Regions from separate parts of the Arachis hypogaea genome. Here region 1 is linked to region 2. Evidence: chromatin contacts called from public Hi-C data. All regions are on one chromosome and are shown on one strand. The core of a region is the stretch at or near the end of the contact, and the rest is flanking DNA. Distances in the headings are between cores, read along the strand shown. Region 1 holds the start of LOC112702761 (protein FLX-like 1). Region 2 holds the start of LOC112702756 (pentatricopeptide repeat-containing protein At1g03100, mitochondrial).

Region 1 (4,174 bases), core at 179-2,678, 190 kb before region 2:
CACAAACACAAGCATAAAAATCAAAACCATGTAAATAACATGACATTTATGTCTAAATTGTTAATAACCACAACACCAGCAGTAGTTTAAATACAACACCAAGAACAACACAACAAGATTATTAACAAAAAAATACAGATTATTATGTAATATAAATTATTAACAATTAATCCATAACACAGCAAAAAGAACAATTATTAACACCATAACAAGAACACAGCAACAGCCAAAAACACAGTAAAGAGGATTGCAAGAATTGTAACAGTACACCATTCCATACCATAACACACCAAGAACGACTTTTCAATACACAACACAGCAAGAACACAGCAGAGGACTCACCTACCAGAATCTTCAGCGAGCATGGAAGAGTAGAGGGGGATGGAGAAATTGCGGCGAGCACGGCAGAGCAAAGGGATACCTGCGACGAAGGAGAAGGAGAAGCGACCGACGACTAATGGACGACGCACACGAACGGAACCCGACTAACAAAATCATGAATCCAGCAAAGTAGCAAACAAATAAATTATGAACAGATAACAAATAAATCAAAATCATGAATCCAAAATAACCTCAGAAAACTATGAATTCAACAACCAAAATCATGAAGTCCAGCAACATTCAACATACATCAAATTTATTCTCAAATTCAACATACATCAAATTTATTCAACATTTGATTAATCATATAAAAACAAAATAAAAAAATTAAAAAAGCTAGAAACACAGAAGAACAGAAGTCTATAACAAAAAATGAAAACAGAAAGAACAGAAGAAGAGCCAGAAGCCCAGAACTAACCGCAAGAGAAGGAGAGAAGAGAAGGCCTCGAGCCTCGAAGTAGAGAACAGAACAACCCGCGACGCTGAGGCGACAACCCGCGACGGTGAAGCGACGACCCGCGACAGTGGCAGTTGCTCCGGCGTCTGTTTGATTCACGGCGGCGGTTGTCCTTCGTTGGCAGAACGGCAGAACCTCGAGCCTCGACGAGCTTAGGGTTTGGGAGTGGGAGTGTTCTTCGAAGAGTAGCTGATTCGGCCTTCTTTTTTTTTTTAAAAAAAAGCCAAACGACGCCATTTCATTAGCTGGGAGAGAACCGATAACTGCAGAAATTGGATTGGTTCGCTCAGTTCGCTGGTTAACCACCAGGTCGGCCGATTTTTCAACTGATTTCTTGCAGTGCAGTTTTGTGGATAGACCGAATCGGCTAAATGATTAGTTTCCGATTAACCTAGTTGAACCGACTCGGTTCGCTCAGTTCGCTGGTTAACCACCAATTCGACCGATTTTTCAACTGATTTCTTGCAGTGCAGTTTTGTAGATAGACCGAATCGACTAAATGATTGATTTTCGGTTAACCCAATTGAATCGACCGGTCTGATCCAATTTTCAGAACATATAAATATTGTCGATATTAAAAATAATTCCTAACACAACTACACATAACCACTATTCAAGTGTAAAACATTCAACTCCTCTGGATATGGAAATTAGATTCTTATTATAATTATACTAGGAGATGAAAAATCCTTCAAATATTTGAAAAATTTCTTAGAATTTTCTCCCTAAGAAGTAGAGTGAGTTCTCACACTGAAAATACATAACCTATCCTGAAAAGAACATGGCGGGGCGCAAGCCCATAGGGTCTTCCCACCCTCGCCTCGACGTCAACCACCGTCTCCCCCACCCTTCCTCCTCCGCCGCCGCACGCGCCCTCCCTATCGCCGTCCTCGAGGAACGCGTCGAAGCTCGCCACCGTCAGATCCAGTCTCTCCTCGTTGACAACCAGCGCCTCGCCGCTACCCACGTCGCCCTCAAGCAGGACCTCGCCGCTACACAGCTCGACCTCCGCCGTATCTCCTCCGTCTCCGCGGAACTCAAGGCTGAACGCGACGCCGAGGTACGCCGGATCTACGAGAAGTCTCTTAAACTCGACACCGATGCTCGCGCTGTCGCCGCCATGTCCGCCGAGCTCGACCAGGTCCGCGCCGAAGCTCGTGAGCTCGCCTCCGCCGGTGAGGAACTCGCCGCGAAGCTCAGCTCCGTCGAGAGTGACCTCGCCAGGGCGCGTGCGGAGGCTCAGGTCGTGCCAGCAATCAAGGCTGACATAGAGATCGTTCGCCGCGAAATTCAGCGAGGAAGGTATAACAATCTTTTTCCGTGCTCTTCTTTGTTATTTGTTTGCACTTATTTATTTATTTAAAAAGATGATTAGTGGGTTTTGTTGCTGCTGTTCTTGTTGTTTATTTGTGTTAATGGCATTTTCTATTTATATTGATGCTATTGTCAAACGGATGTGTAAGTTAGGATTTTTCTTTCTCTATAATTTGGTAATGAGGTTGGTGTTTGTGTCAGTGAAATTGAAATTGAAAAGCATGCTTATCTATTTTTGCCATGTGATAACAAGTATTGTGATTTCGTTTTTGTTCTTATTAAGGTTTGAAAGATGAAACTAGAGACTTAAGTTTACGGTAAACCCTAGATACGACAATGTATCAACCAGTGTTTTTTATATATATAATTGTAAATTAGATTTTCCTTAAGATTTTCATTTTTAGTATGTGGAAATAATTAGTTTCAAGGCCAAGAAAAAGTTGAGCTTGTTGGCAATGTTAGAGCTTGTGGATCCTGTAAGAAAAAATTTGAGCTGGCTATCATGTGTCATTGATAATGCTTGTGTTAGCTTGATATGCAATAGCAGCCATTTGGGTTTGCCTTATCTCTAAGCAAGTGTTTGCTTCTGAATCTTTCAATTATGACCTGTTGGAGTTTAATGTTATACAGCACAGACTGGAGCTTATTGTTCTTTATCCTTAGTTATTTCATAGTTTGAGTCACAAATTGAAATTTCCTTTCCTTATTGAAGCTGCATAATATGGTAGTTGATGTTAGAATTCTTTTAATAATATGATTTCCTGAAAACCTGATAGAGTTGAAATGAAGGCAATTTCAAAATTAAGGCTTTTGGATTACTGTGCAGTGTGTAGAATAATATGTCGATTTTATCCAAGATATTAGTTGTATGCTCTGATTTCTTTTATTAAACACTGATCAGTTCCATTACTTGTCTTCATGGACCAAAATACTGCTGACCATCTAGGTGTTCTAAATTTGTGTTGACTACTGAACCTAGTTTTCTAATTCCACCATCCTGTGTCTTCCTGTTTGAAGAGTGATCTATCCTGCAGCTACTCAGATGTTGGGGAAAGGGTCACATAGTTTTGTATATCACGCATTTTTTTAACTAACATTTATTTATGCATATAGGAATGCTGTTGAACTCGAGAAGAAGACATATGCTGCCAATCTTGAGCAAAGACGAACAATAGACAACAACATGATTATTATGGCCCGTGAAATTGAGAAGTTGCGTACTGAGCTGGCTAATGCAGAAAAGAAGGCGAGGGCTGAAATTACTGAAGCTAGAAACCCAAGTAATTCGATTTTCTTGGTCATTCATCTTGGAAGTGCTCACTGAATACAATAGAATAATAGCTTGAATGTTGTTTTGAAATCCGTGGAGTTGCTAATATGTAGGTCCTGGATATGTTGCAACTCACAATCCAGAGGTGGGACATGGAGGAATGTCATTTCCTCCTGATTCATATAGCATGCATCAGGTATATATGGCTCCATGTTACACACTGTTTTATTTACTCATTATTATCAGTCTTCAAGTAATTACACCATCAAATTGCATCAAGATAACTGCTGACATTTGACCATCCTCATTCCTTGATGTACTGATTCATTTAGGGAGAAAAGGCAACTATTTTATTCTTGAATTTGGACTTTGGTAATATACAAGGATACTATTGTTTTTGCTAGTATATGTGTGAAACTATATATTGAAGATAAATAACTAAATTTGCTTGACATTTCAGATTCAACAGGGGGTTGATGGTCATCATCAATATGCATCTGGAACACTACATCATCCATATGACATGCAGCATACACATGTGCCTAGATAGCAACCAACAATGTTTCATTCTTGAAAGAGAACGGAAACTATGTAAAGGAAAACTTCAAACAGGTGATGCCACCTTGTTTTCTGAAAGAAACTAACGAAATAACAAATCTATTTTTCTGATATCTTAAGATAGTCATTAGTTCCTAAGCTTGTATATATGTGTTGTTGTTGATTCTTAAAAAAAATCTTACAATCCAACATCT
Region 2 (4,379 bases), core at 354-2,853:
AAACGTGTGCGTCTCTAGACGCCATCGCTCTACGAGTGCCTAAATAAGGGAGTTCTCAAAAGTGAAATCACTGAGGGGTACCGTGTCTCCGAATCCGGCCTCAGCCATATACGGGATGATGGCGTCCGATGGAGGAAGAGTATGACTCACTCGTCGGGGCAGTAGGAGACGAGGCCTCTGAAGAATGAAAAAGAAAAAGAATTTAACCTTACAAATAAAATATTCTAAAATTCTGGATTACTGTATTCTATCTCTTGTTTTTAAGTAATTAGACCGGCATAACATGGTACACAACACATTAATTTCAACAAATATTTCCATCTAACATAGCTACTTCTACTGAAGAACGTACTTCCATGTTTCTAGCCTACACATATCTCTAAATTACATTTTTCATAACAAACAAATCCTAACTATAACGTTATAAATACTAAACACCTAGCACAAGAATATCAGAGTTCCAAACTAATAATATATGTCATACCAACCTAGCACAAGCAAATAAAATTCTAAATTCATCTTAGAGACCTAACTGCTAACTCATATAACTATGTTCTAGTTCTTCATGACTACCCTAACAATGGCCACATCCTAAAATTAAAAAAAAAACATACGAAAACTAACTTCGAAGTCGGCCGCCCTAACGTAATGCGTCGTCTCGTTCAGCATGTTGATGTCTCTGTCATTCCCTGCCTTGTGCGCCATCACCGATTCAGTTGAAGGTATGGTCAGAAAGAGTTAAAAGAGGGGAGAAAGAAGTTGACAAAATCAAACTGGAGCTCAGAACCCAAGCTGTAAACGATTTGTATATATAGGCGCAGAAAGGCCTTATCTCGTTTAAGACAAAAAAATTTAAATTGGTAAATATTTCAAAAATTATTTATGTTGGTAAATATTATATTGATTTTATTTATTAAAATAAAAAATTCTATTATATAAAGATAGGTTATTATGAGACGATAAAAATACAATAAGAATCTTATGGCATAATGTAAAAATAAAAAATTGTGCTCAAGTGTGTGAATTAGCCACTTAAACTGACCTAACATAATAATAAAAAACTAAAAAACTAATAATGCATCTAAACACTACCTTAAGCTCTATTTTAATATATTTTTAATAGTCAATAAATATGTGTCTTTATTGTAAAATTATATTTGTTTTTCATTAAAATAAAAATTATTGTATTAAATTTAATTTCACATAATAATAAAAAAATTTGTTAAATTTTATCTAAAACTATATATATATATATATATATATATATATATATATATATATATATATATAATCAATTTAATAAAAAACAGAGTATTATAGTATTATTTAATTGATAAATTTATTTAGTTAAAATTTACATTATTGAGATTTTTTTATTAAACACTTAAACTAATATTACAAAATTTTAATAATATATTTCAACTCCAACAAAGTTTTATTTTCTAAAAATGTTCAATAAATATTTACTTTCAATCAAACTTCTAATATAAGTATTTGATAAATAATTTTTTAATTAATTTTATTTTAAAATAATTAAATAAAAAAAAAACATATGAATTAGTCCTCTTCAATACAACCCAGCACGTACCTTGTCTCCTGCTGCTGCCGCCTTCCTCTGCTACCTTCCTCTTCTCCCCTTCCTTCTCCTTCTCTGTCTTCCAACTCCGCCAGAGTCTTCGCCTCTGGCATTGTTGCTCCGTTCTACGCATCTCCTCCTGCTCCATTCAACTCCTGCATCGCCGCTGGCGTCTCTGTCGCCTGCGCGCTGCTGCTAGCGTCTCTGTCCGCCCGCGTCGCTGCCGCCAGTGTCTCTGCCCTTCCGCATCACTGTCACCAGCATCTCTGCCACCCGCTGGTCTACTTGCCTCTCTGCTCTCCTTTCCGGCCATCTCTGCTCACCTCTTCGCCCCGTCTTTTCCAACCTTGTCCGCCGTGGTTGCTGCCCTCCCTCGTCCCTGGTTAAGACTTACTGCTCTCTCAATTTTTTCATTGAATTTGCTTCATCATTAATGAATTGGAGTTTATCCTAATTAATAACAAGTTTCTATTAATGTGATTTATTTATCCTAATTAATAATAAGTTTGCTATTTCTGAGTTGCTGTTTAACCTTCTTTTGAAAATTTCGGTCTCTTTTATGGTTGTCTCTTGTCTGTCCAACTAGTGAGTTAACTTGTACAAGTTTAGGGGTTCAGGTCGTAGAATTGAGAAGACTCGGGCTCAAACATGTTTTCAGGTATACTCAGGTATTTCTGACGTTACTTGTTATTTGTTACTAATTATGAATCAAGGTATCTGATGCTGGAACTTGGTATTGATAGTTTGATATAGCATACATATGTTAGGAACTTAGGATGTTGATGTTGAAACTTGAAATTGATAATTTGATATGTTTTTCAGGATTGGTAATTGGTGAAATTAAATTATTAATGTAGAATACTTTGCGAGTAAAGTCTATGAGAGCTCTAGAGGTTTACTTAGACTCGCGAGTTTTACTACCTTTGTCTCATGAATATATGTTAGGGATTATGAGTGTTTTGTTTAGATACAAAATCTCCTTCTGTGGCACTTTTTAATAAAAAAAAGGGAAACAAACTTTTGTTAAACCTTTTTTAATGCACGATAATACTTATTCCGTTTTGTTTATATCATGAGTTATTTGTATCGTCTATGGAATTAGTTAACAAGAACTGCCAATCTACAGATTTTGATTGACTTCAATCTGGGATCTTGCTTTGCAAATTTTTGACAGTTCAAGATGCTTACAATAAGAAAACTTAAAATCAAGCCAGATATCACTTCTGCTTTCATTATTGCCAATTGCCATCATAGTGTTGCCCAAGTTTTCAACAACAGCTGTCACAAACCAATTGTTAAATCTATTAGCTCTTATTTAGCCAACTCAAGTTTACAAGCACGTCTTCTCAGATTAGAGAATAAAGTTACCTTTCAAGGACTTTATTTCTCAAGTGTGCCTGAAACAATTCTGGTCCAGGCTCGAGACCCAGCAAAAGTAAGCCTGGAAATACAAAATGCTATCGCGGGGAATCAATTAGGTTATTCGTGGAAATTATTTGAACAACACATGCAGATGGAGGGATTTCCTAGAAAATCTGTCTTCAACCAACTTGTAACAAGTTATGTGGATGGCCTTGATATGCAATGGTTAGAAAGGGCTTATGAATTGGTAGATCGAGCTATTGAGGAAGGCAAACAAACTTTGTTAGAAAAGGAGGTTCTTATATACCTTAGCTTTGGCCTTGCAAAAGCTGGACTACCTGTTCTTGCATCAACTATTTTGAGGAAAATGATAGATATGGAATTTTTCCCCCCAGTTAATGCTTGGTCTGCTGTTTTGGCCCACATGTCACAAACAGCCGATGGAAGTTATCTTGCTGCTGAGTTGATTCTTGAAATAGGTTATTTGTTCCAAAACAATAGAGTGGATCCGCGTAAAAAGAGCAATGCACCTTTGATAGCCATGAAGCCTAATGCTACAGCTTTTAACATTGCTTTGGCAGGGTGTCTCTTATCTGAGACATCTAGGAAAGCAGAGCAGCTTCTTGATTTGATGCCGCGAATTGGTGCCAAAGCTGATGCAAATTTACTGATAATAATGGCACACGTGTATGAGAGAAATGGGCGAAGAGAAGAGCTTAAGACGCTGCAAAGGCACATAGCGGAAGCCCCAAATCTAACTGATGTTCAGCTTCGACAATTTTATAATTGTTTACTCACGTGCCATTTGAAACTTGGGGATCTAGAATCCGCATCAAACATGGTTTTGGAAATGCTTAGGAAGGCTAAGGAAGCAAGGAATTCTCTTGCAGCTGCCAAATTTATGGTTAATGCTGCTACAACTGATAATAAATATTCTCCTGTACTGGCTTCTCTCCAGAGTTTGAGAAGCAATGGGGGGTTGGATAGTTTTGAAAATAACAAGCCATCAGGCAATGCTGTCTTATGCTATGAGGAATTTTCTAGAGATCGGAATTTCTTAAAACTCGAAGCGGAGTCAAAAGCTGTTCTTGATTCTTTACTAGCTAAGTTGCAGGTGCAATTTGACTTGATTACAACCGTACATGGTATACTTCAACCAACTGAAATGATTTATGTGAAATTAGTTAAAGCATTTTTAGAGACTGGCAAGATGAAGGATTTGACAGTGTTTCTCCTCAAAGCAGAAAGGGAAGATTCCCCATTTTCCAATGATAGTTCAGCCTTGGTTCATGTCATCAATTCATGCATTTCACTTGGATGGTTAGATGAAGCACATGACCTTCTTGATGAGATGCGTCTAGCTGGAGTCAAAACCGGTTCATCTGTATATGCCTCTCTTTTGAAAGCATATTGTCGAGCAAACAGGGTAATGGATGTCACG

Evidence for each region. Hi-C and Micro-C count contacts between places; a contact is called where the count stands out from the background.
Region 1: a Hi-C map of leaf shows a contact between it and region 2, with 2.6 times the contacts expected there. The contact joins the promoter of LOC112702761 here to the promoter of LOC112702756 in region 2. A contact is called at or near these places in 2 of 8 Hi-C or Micro-C datasets (leaf and an unstated tissue).

Annotation. Positions count from the first base shown.
Region 1 is chr7:21,460,838-21,465,011 of arahy.Tifrunner.gnm2.J5K5, reverse strand. It overlaps LOC112702761 (protein FLX-like 1), which reads left to right and starts at 1,428. Exons shown (of 6, transcript XR_011863818.1): 1 at 1,428-2,140; 2 at 3,266-3,432; 3 at 3,536-3,618; 4 at 3,883-4,034.
Region 2 is chr7:21,267,889-21,272,267 of arahy.Tifrunner.gnm2.J5K5, reverse strand. It overlaps LOC112702756 (pentatricopeptide repeat-containing protein At1g03100, mitochondrial), which reads left to right and starts at 1,603. Exons shown (of 3, transcript XM_025753922.3): 1 at 1,603-1,958; 2 at 2,194-2,234; 3 at 2,751-4,379. The coding sequence starts at 2,757.